2 separate regions of the Astyanax mexicanus genome follow, and region 2 is linked to region 1. A link is a contact called in public Hi-C data. All regions are on one chromosome and are shown on one strand. The core of a region is the stretch at or near the end of the contact, and the rest is flanking DNA. Distances in the headings are between cores, read along the strand shown.

Region 1 (4,730 bases), core at 1,795-4,294:
CAGGGCTGATGGCATTAAAATGTCTCTCTCTTACACACACACACACACACACACACACACACACACACGCATGTGCATACACCCTGTGTAACACTTCCGTCCAGTGGAGAATGTCCATTACACAAATGCTCGCAGTTCCTCTGGACCAGTGGCATCATATCACACACTGTACACACACAGACACACTTTACACACACAGCACACACACACTGCACACACACAGTACACACTCGCCTGCACATAAGGGGGGGTTGGAGTGAAAGAAAGATAGAGAGAGGTTGGAGGAGAAGGAAAATTCTCTTTCGCTCGGGCATGCTCCCTCCCCCACCAGCACTGACCACAACACGAGGGGAGGGGCATATATAAGTGAGTGAGAGAAAGAGAGAGAGAGAGAGAGAGAGAGAGAGGGAGAGAACATGAGAGAGAGAGAGAAAGGGGAAGCGAGAGAGATATTAATATTTAATCAAAGGAGAGTCTTTTAACCCACCGTTAGAAGAGAGTGTATGTGAGCATGTGTGTGTGTGTGTGTGTGTGTGTGTGTGTGTGTGTCATACACATGCTAATGCCTTTGGCAGAGAGCAGACAAATGGACGTGAATTAGCAGCAGTGTGTGAATGAACGTGTGTGTGTGTGTGTGTGTGTAAACGTGTTTTACCTGGTAACCTGAGTTCTGGTGTTGAAGTCCAGTGCTCTCATTGACTGAAGAACCTCCACACAGCCCATGTACTGCAGAGGGAACAAACAACAAAACATGTTAGCCTAAACCACTTCCTGCATTACACACACACACACACACACACACACACACACACACACACACACACACACTAAACCTAAAAGAAACAGCATTTCCTGTTAAACTCTTGATCATGCACACAATAAAGCCACAACAGCAGGGCTTCATTTTGACGAAATCGTGGTGGACTTGGTCCAGGTCTGCTGAACCGCGCTTTAGTTTGTTTGCAGTTCGGACTTTTTACCCAATAAACATTAGTAGATAAAAAAAGAAGCAGTGTTGTGCTGAAATTCCATATCCTTCGGCATCCATGTGCATCAAGTCCTGCTGGAAAATGAAATCCGCGTCTCCATAAAAGTTGTCAGCAGCAGAGGGAAGCTGTAAGATATGAAGTGCTGTAAGATTTTGCGGAAAAACAAAACTGCACTGACTTTAGACTTGATAATAAAACACAGTGGATCAACACCAGCAGATGACAGACATGACTCTCCAAACCATCACTGATTGGTGGAAACTTCACACTAGACCTCGAGCAGTTTGGACTGTGTGTCTCTCCACTCTTCCTCCAGACTCTGCTCCCTTGATTTTAATGTAAATAAAATGTAAAATTTACTGATGATCAGTGATGGTTTGGAGAGTCATGTCTGTCATCTGCTGGTGTTGATCCACTGTGTTTTAGTATCAAGTCTAAAGTCAGTGCAGTTTTGTTTTCCCACAAAATCTTACAGCACTTCATATCTTACAGCTTCACTCTGCTACTGACAACTATTATGGAGATGCGGATTTCATTTTCCAGCAGGACCTGGCACACTGCCCACACTGCCAAAAGTATCAATTGGTCTTATATACTATATAATCATAACAGCACAAAGAGTATTTGGTCCCCGATGATTGCCACTTGCAATGAAGACGTGCTTGAAGACATGTTCTCTTTTCTCATAGCGGTTATGATGTTTTGAAGAATCATGTGGTCAGGAAACAAACCTGGACCTGAAATACTGTATCAACATTTGGTCAACCAACATTTGGTGAACCAGCACAGACACTGCAGCACTGCTGTGTCACAGTTCCTGAATTATCAAATAAAACCTTTAATGCATTATAATCTGGTGTTCCTTATGTATGAATTTATCAGTCAGGTATTAAGGAGCAGTAAAGCCACTCTGCTGAAGTATAGAGTTAAACAGGAGTTTCAGTTTAGTTCTCCAGTAGTATTAGCATTAGCCACTAAGCGCTAACTCTTTCGCTGTTAAGAGGTGAGTATTATTGGCCTGTAGGCTGCTGCTGCTTACTCCAGCTAGCACTGCTGGAGCAGCTTTAGCATTAGCATTACCTGCTAACCGCACTAAGCACTAGCTCTTTTGCTGTTAAGAGGTAAGTATATCAGACTGTAGTCTGCATTTTTACCCTGTTAAATCAATCTATGTGGGACAAACCGCTAGCTAATATCGCCCTGGCTTACTGGAACACATTTAGGGTTCCCTCAATGTAGCGCTGTCAACAGCAATATTGGAAATCTGGAAATCTATTTATTTTTAAGAATTACAGTTGTGTTTACTTAGCTTAGCTTTACATGTGAATTAGAAGGGAAAAAAACATGGCGACACACCTGTTTCTTACTAGTGTAGAACAATGGTGCATATAATCTGGTGTGCCTTACAGTGTGAAAAATATGGTACTTTGATTTTTATTCTGACTTTACCCCACTTCAATTTTTAAGTCAAATATTAACAAACATCTTTAGAAAGTGAGTAACAGCACAGATAATCTGATAGTGTACGATCTTAAATTTTCTGATCTAGCTACGGAATGATCATCCCAATATCAGTTTTTCCTCTACAGAGTTAGCATGAAAGCACAAACAAGTCCAGTCCAATTTTAGCTCTGCACTAAGTTACATTGCAGAGATTTTTTACAGAGAGGTTTTGAATGGATAATAATAGCCAGCACAATTTCCACTATTCCCAATCCCAACACACACGCAATCTTTGATAAGATAGAAAAGGTGATTTAGGATTGGGAATGCTTTTCAAGACTGATTCTTGGTGTTACTCTACAACCATGGTTAGAAACCACAGGTCATGATCCCCAGTGAAGCAGGAAGGAAGGATGATTCTAAAAAACCAAAGAGAAGTTTGGTTAAAGTTAAAGTAAAAGCCTTACCCTGACTGTGTAGGAGACGCCGGTGCTGCTGACCACGTTGTCCGAGTGCAGCCATCCTCGGGTGGGCTTGTTGACGAAGGAGCCGTGGCGCGTCCACTCGTCTCCACCCAGCTGGCCCCCTTCCACCCGGCCCCTTCGTGATGCCCCGCCCAGCCGGTTCATGTCCTGTGTGGGGCGAGGAGGAGGAGAGGGAGCAGTTAGAGAGAGAAGAGAAGCACCAGGTGTGGAAGCAGCAGGTGCTTCCTGCAGCTCGCAGGGCCCGGCGACGTGCTCTGGGCGACTTGTGGCCTTTAGGCTGGGCAGCAGAGTGGCGGACATCCCAAGCCGCAAGGACCCCATCCTTGGGAAGAAGGAGCACAGCGTGGTGGGGCTGTTCTCGGTGGCACGTGGGGAAGAAGTAGGAGGAAGTATGGGTGCGAGAGAGGAGGAGGAGAGGGAAGAAGGGATGCCTGGAGGAGTGAGAGGGGTCAGAGGAGCAGAGGAAGGGAGAGACGGATTGGAGGTAGTCTCGTCCGTGGAGCTAAAAGAGTCGCTCCTGAAGGGGGCGTATTTCGTTTTGGGTACGAGTTCCATTCTGTGACTTGTCCGTCACGAAGACGCGACGCCGCTCAGACGAATCGAAAGTGCTTTAAGTTCTCTTTAGGCCTCTCTTTAAGTGTCTCTTTTCAAAAATATCAAAAACCACCATTCTCTTCTCTGTAACAGTCCTTCGGTTCTCTCCGTCTACTGATTCCTTCATCGCTGAACCGGAGAGATGACAGTGCAGTGACAGCTCGGCGCAAAAACATCAGAGGAAAGTTAAAAAAAAAAAAGTGTCAAGGAAGAGAGAGGAAACAAAAGTGAGAGCGAGAGAAAGAGAGAGAGAGAGAGAGAAAGCGCAAGTGAAAACAAGTGGAATAGACAGGGCCTCTTGTCAAATTCCAGATCATACAGTCTTTTGACATCAGTGTTGTCACACAGTGCATGTTACTAGCTGTGCACAATTTTTTTGTTTGCATCAGATCTTAGCCTGCATAGTATTAATGATGGTTCAAAGCTTTATATTAGCCTCACTACAGAGCACCATACGCTCTACAGAAGAATCTTACGAGTGATTGTCATCTGATTGTACCTGTTTCCTGGTGTTTATTACTTGCCTTATACGATATGGGACAGACTGATAGAGAAAGAGAGAGAGAGAGAAAGAAATATGAAACTCTGAGAAATCTCTAAAATCTGGAGCCTGGACGACGCATGTTTCCTTCTATTTGCGTGCGCTCGGCTCCACTCGAGCAGCTCTTGTCCAACAGAGTCCCATAAAAATCCTATTAGCTGCAGCTGAGACTCTAAGAGAAGAGGCTTCCAGCGGACAGACAGATCAATACGGAACGGGGAGGAGGGAAGAGAGGGAGAGGGAGGGAGGAAAAAGAGAGAATGGACGAGAGAGAGAGAAAACTGAACCAGTAAATGCTGATCACTTAATGAAAGACAGAGCTCTATTTCTACGCTGCACTACATGAGGATATTAGACCGAACAAGGTACCGAACGGTTTAAGAATTACACAGACCAAGGACAATCAATCATTTGACGATCGTTTTTAGAGTTAAACTTCTAACTTAGTCCTGGTTAAAACTGCTATTTACACATACTCATATCTCATCAGACAGATTCTGACTGAACCTGAACGAGATCAAGAGTTTAAGAGTTCAAGAAAACAAAGGTCCAGGTCCAGATCAAGACCGTGGAAGGTCACAATCCCGGTCTGGATTCAACTCACTCATTCGACTCATACTTTTCCCTTTTCCTGCATGGCGACCATGCCTTCTTCTTCTTTTCTCTTCTCCTTCACTC
Region 2 (5,300 bases), core at 1,543-4,042, 38 kb after region 1:
TAAGACTGACGACTGTCAGTTTGGGATGTCTGGCAGTAAGCTTTGGGATGATACTTGGATAGCTGGGGGGAAAAAAAGTCGCAACAAATTACACCACACTACGCAAACAAGCCAAGTAGACATTTTAACCTCCAACAAAGCTCCTAATAGTGATTAAATGGTGGGAATAGTGTCAGCACCGACAGCATGGGGGTTTAAGTTCCTGAACAGATGCTCAAAACAACAGCTGGTCATGGTGAGCTCATGCTGGTGAAGGACTGCCTCTCCTCTGAGCTCTGAGATGACACTGATTTACAAAGAAATTGTGTATTAAATGACATGCCAGGGTTTAAAAGTTACAAAATTCTAGAAGAGTCTAGCTGAGAAAATAAGAAGAGCATAAAAAAAATCACATTAACCTAGTTGTGGAACCATGCTTACTAACAATAAGGGAATAAGTGACATAACGAGAAGCTAGAGGTGGGCTATATGACAATATTTTATTGCATCAGGTTTCCATTTATTATTTAGGATTTACATTTATTATGAGCTCAGACTACAAAAAATTAAGTAAAAAAAAAAAAAAAAAAAGTTTAATATCTGCAAAAAAAGTGATCACATCCAAGTAGCGCTGGCCGGTATACTGGTTCATACAGTGGGGAATTTCAAACTGGTATGCAAAGAAGCATACAGCTCGCTAGATAACGCTAGCCAGTTAACATAACAAGCTAACATACTGCAGTGACTGGAGCACGACATGAACATGAATAGATGAGACCAGAATCGGTCCTGAGCGCAGCGTCGTTTTATTCAGCACAAGTGATAAAACTCCGTAAACTCAGGATATGAGGTGCAAAAATGCTTCAAGAGCAGCAACTATAGCCCTTATAAAATTATGGCTGATTTTAATATTGTAATGATTCTAATGTGTTTGATAATAACATTTTAAATTGATATTAAACTTGTGTCTTACTTGTGCAATAGAGCTTTAGAGAAATATCTCTTTGAATACTTAAACTGAGTATTTTAGGTTAATTTATAGTGTTTGTGGAGTTATTTAGCTTGTTTCGAAAAGGAAGCAGCGTTAAAATTGTTTTAAAAGCTCTTTTCTGCTAATGAAGTCAGATTTTTTCATATATTGTGTATATATTTTGTGGGACAAAGTAAACCCAATTTAAATCCTTAGTGTTTTATATTATATGTACTACTAAACCTAGATTAAAGCCAAGTCATGTAAAAAAAATAAAATAATAAATAGCCTGATATACCGTGAAACTGTCAGAATCTTGAAATATACCTTGAAATACATTTTTGGTCATACCGCCCAGCACTACATCCAATGTATCCAATGAACACAGACCAACTTCTTATTTTATATTCCACTATAGAGATTTATAATAGGATATAACACATTAGGATACATGATATATAACTGGATCCCATTAGTTAGTTCTGATTCATTTGACCACAAATGTAGTTCGTATGTATGGGATAGTTTTTCTAATGATAAAAACTGTGTATCGTAAAAAGGTTTTTAGTTAAATATCGCAATATTTCGATAATATTTTTACCAAATCGCCCACCAGAAGACTATTGCTTGGTTAGTTAGCTTGTTAGCTCAGATAGTTTTTACACAGGCAAGTTAGCCACCAGGTTCAAAATGTAGTTAGCTAGCTAGCTAACTAGCTAGCTTATGTGAGGAAAAAAAATACCTCATAGCGTTAGTTATAGTTGTAAATATTAAATAAATTAAATGTAATTAGTTTTAAAATGACTACAAGGACTAACCTTGTTTGCCGCTCTGGATAAGAGTGTCAGATAAATGCCATAAATGTAACGTAAATGTATCCTTAGCAGATAATAAACACAAACCAACTTTTTACTTTATATAACTTACCATTATAGAGATTTATAATGAGTACGAGATATATAATTAGATCCCATTAGTTAGTTCTGATTAATTTGACCAAAAATGAAGTTAGTTTGTATGAAATAGTTTTTTTAACGAAAAATACTGTGTATCGTAAAAAGATTTTTAGCTAAATATCGTGATATTTCGATAATATTTTTACCAAAATCACCCACCTCTACCTCCAACCAGAAGACTAAGGTTTAGTTAGTTAGCCTGTTAGCATAGATAGTTTTTACACAGGTAAGTTAAGTTAGCTACCAGGTTTAAACTGTAGCTAGCTAGCTAGCTAACTATCTTATGTGAGGAAAAAAATATTCACAGCGTTAGTTATAGTTGGAAACAGTTAATAAAATAAACGCAATTTCTTTTAAAACGTGTTAATCTATATAACAAGTGGCCTGACTCTATTTACAACCAAACACGAGGCTTAAAAAGTTAGCTGCTTCATCAACTTGTCCGTTCCACCTTAAATGCCTCAGGCGCACGAATGGAACTGCTGCTCTATTTAAGGTGGAACGGACGAATTCGCAACTTGAAGCTCTCAAACTCGAGCTAACTTCTAAAACAAGCCCTAAAAGTTACTCAACACTTTCATTTTCAGCATTTCCAAACCTTCAACCACTGAAACAACCCCGAACCCACCTCCCAGCGGAGTTAACTCAACTTCAGACACAGACTCACCTATTCCTCTCGGCCCCTCCGGTCCTCTCTGTCCTCCTCTTCTCTCTGTTTCTCTATTAAAATAATAATAATAATAAAAATAAACCTCAAACTTCCTCTAAATCACTCTCTCACTCCTCAGCTCACTCTCTCCAGCCTGCTCTCTCTCTCTACTTCTTTCGGGAAACGGCGGAGAAAACTTTCCTCTCTTCTCTATTTTCTCTTTTTTCACTCCCTCTCTCCCTCCCTCCCTCTTTCACTCTCTTCCACTCTCCTCCTCCTTTCCTCGCTCTTCCGCCTCGCGTCACGCGGATCTGCGATCTTCTCCAGTATCGAGTATTGCAGGATTTAGAAGTAAAAATAGTTCTAATAAACATATTATTAAAGTATTTTATAACAAAAAAATAAATAATAATAATAATAATAATGATGCAACGAGAGATATCATATTGGAATTCTTGTTTTACAGAGATTAATAATAATAATAATAATAATAATAATAATAATAATAATAATAATAATAATAATAATAATAATAAATAAAATTATTTAAATAATAAAAAAAAGATCAGAAAAAAGAAAAGAAGGAAAAGTAAGGGAAGATAAAATAAAGGAGTGGATGGGAAAGTAAGAAGAAGTAAGAAAGAAAAAAGAGAAACACTAAATTCAGTGTTGGGTCTTTTTTTATTTCATTTTGTACATTTATTTTTTTGTCCATTCTTATACTGGATACTGTTGTGGCTCTTATTGTTATTTGCAATAATACATTTGTTATTAATTTTAGCAGCTAATCTTTACAAATTTCTTAGCTTTTTCCTAATTAAAAAATCTTTAATTTCTTGTTAGTAATATTAGCCAACGTTTCTTTATTTTTCTTTTGTTGTTTTGTCAATTTATTTAATAATAATAATAATAATACATTTTATTGTTTAGAATAACAACAATACATGTGTTGTTCATATTATTAGCCAATCTATGTGATTTTCTTAGCTTTTCCTTTTTACTTCTTTATTAAAAAGTAACAAAAAGAATACATTGAGTAATCATACATTTGTTTATAGGAATAATAGTAATAATACATTTTATTGTTTAGAATAACAATAATATATGTCTTATTAATATTATTAGCATAATAATATCTACTATATTACTATAATATCTACTATAATAATATAATACAGCATTTTCAGGACATTATAAGTTGCATTACATCAACATAAAAAAATCAGCATAACCCAAATAGAACCCATATAGAAATAGTACAATACAATAAAAATATAAATTAACAATAAGACTTAAGAATTTAATAACGAACAATTAAGAAAAAACAGTAAGATATTCATTAATATTCATTTATCTGAACACAACCTTTTTATTTACTTTATTAACTATACTGAGGATTAGTAACAGGCTGCTAGTTTTAGCCTATGCTGGTAAAAGTGTCTAGTGAGCAGCGCGAGGGAGGAAGGGAGCAGGAAGGGAAATGGAACATCCCCAGAAAACACGTGAAGGCTTCGAGGCTGCATATGGGACTGCACTTCCGCTTTGGTTCTAGTATGCCCCCCCTTCTTTAATCTGATTGGTGTATTAAATGTAAACGTCACGCCGCGTCCGGCCGTGTCTGATTCTGATTGGGTAGCGTGTGTGTCAGTCATGTTACCTCACTCGAACTTCAGCCGGTGGTTTGTTTTGCTGGGTGACTGAGCGGAGGACGAACTTCAGCGATATTCCTTCAGTTAAGAGAATTCAGGCAACATTAATCTGATATTTTAACGCTGTAAATAAGTTAAAATGCTCATGTTATTTTTCTCAGAGTCAGAGAAAGCATTCAGATCCTTAAATTAGAGAACTGTGTTCAATAAGAGCTGGTTAAAGTGGTAAACCTGTAAAGTAAAGCTAGGTTAATTCAGCTAGCTCATTTATTATATATAGCATTATATATTTATTATTATAGCATTTATTATAATTGTAAACAACTTAATTCTGATTATTATACTGATTTGTATCGGAATAACAGTTGCAGTTGGACCCAACAGCACTCACTGGGCTTTAAATACCAGCTAAGAAGGTAAGACAAGAATCTATACAGTGGCTTGCAAAAGTATTCATACACCTTGACCTTTTTTATTCATTTTGTCACATTACTACCACACTACTACACAATTACTAACTGTAAACATGTATTTTATTGAGATAAATGACAGACTTGTCTGTCAAATTGGAACATAGTTGTTTTTTTCATCTTATTCCTTCTTTAAAGATAATGTTTCCCTCACTTTTTAACTTCTTTCTGTTTTTGGTAGTTTCAGCAGATAATTTTACCCTTCTAAAACAGATTAACATTTTTCCAAGAAATCAGGATTATGGTGTCTTCTCACATTGTAGTTTTAAACAAATGAGAAGCTACTCCCTGCATCAGTTGTCATCTGGTCTTAGCCGGAGACCCACTCTTATAGAATACAAACCAAACAAATTTATTTTTTACAAATCGCCTTCAAAAACTTATTTAAACATACTCATGCATTCGAAGTGAATCTAAGACCCTAAAAGTCACTACAATAAAATTTAATATCAAAACTGCACAAAATAAATAAGGCCACAAAATGAGATATATTTTACTTCTCCATACAAAAGACGAGTAGAAAATCAGAGCAATAATTATTTTTATTTTATTATTATATAATTTGTTAATGTATTTCTTTTTTACAAGTTGTCTGCGACCCACCCAGAACGTTTCTGTGACTGACTT

The links. A called contact is a pair of places that touch in the nucleus more often than the background predicts.
Region 2: a contact with region 1 is called in a Hi-C map of muscle, with 2.3 times the contacts expected there. The contact joins the promoter of shc1 here to the enhancer-like site in region 1. A contact is called at or near these places in 2 of 3 Hi-C or Micro-C datasets (both in muscle).

What each region holds. Positions count from the first base shown.
Region 1 is chr6:2,306,452-2,311,181 of AstMex3_surface, forward strand. It overlaps shc1 (SHC (Src homology 2 domain containing) transforming protein 1), which reads right to left. Exons shown (of 13, transcript XM_022674208.2): 2 at 2,900-3,064; 3 at 656-726. The coding sequence starts at 3,061. Among protein-coding and RNA genes, the nearest start is that of LOC107197790, 20 kb to the left of the region's middle. Within about 2 kb of position 3,045, the one cell type or tissue checked has an H3K27ac peak away from gene starts, as active enhancers do.
Region 2 is chr6:2,344,903-2,350,202 of AstMex3_surface, forward strand. shc1 (SHC (Src homology 2 domain containing) transforming protein 1) reads right to left here and starts at 2,793. Exons shown (of 13, transcript XM_022674208.2): 1 at 2,573-2,793. It overlaps flad1 (flavin adenine dinucleotide synthetase 1), which reads left to right and starts at 4,207. Exons shown (of 8, transcript XM_022674211.2): 1 at 4,207-4,328.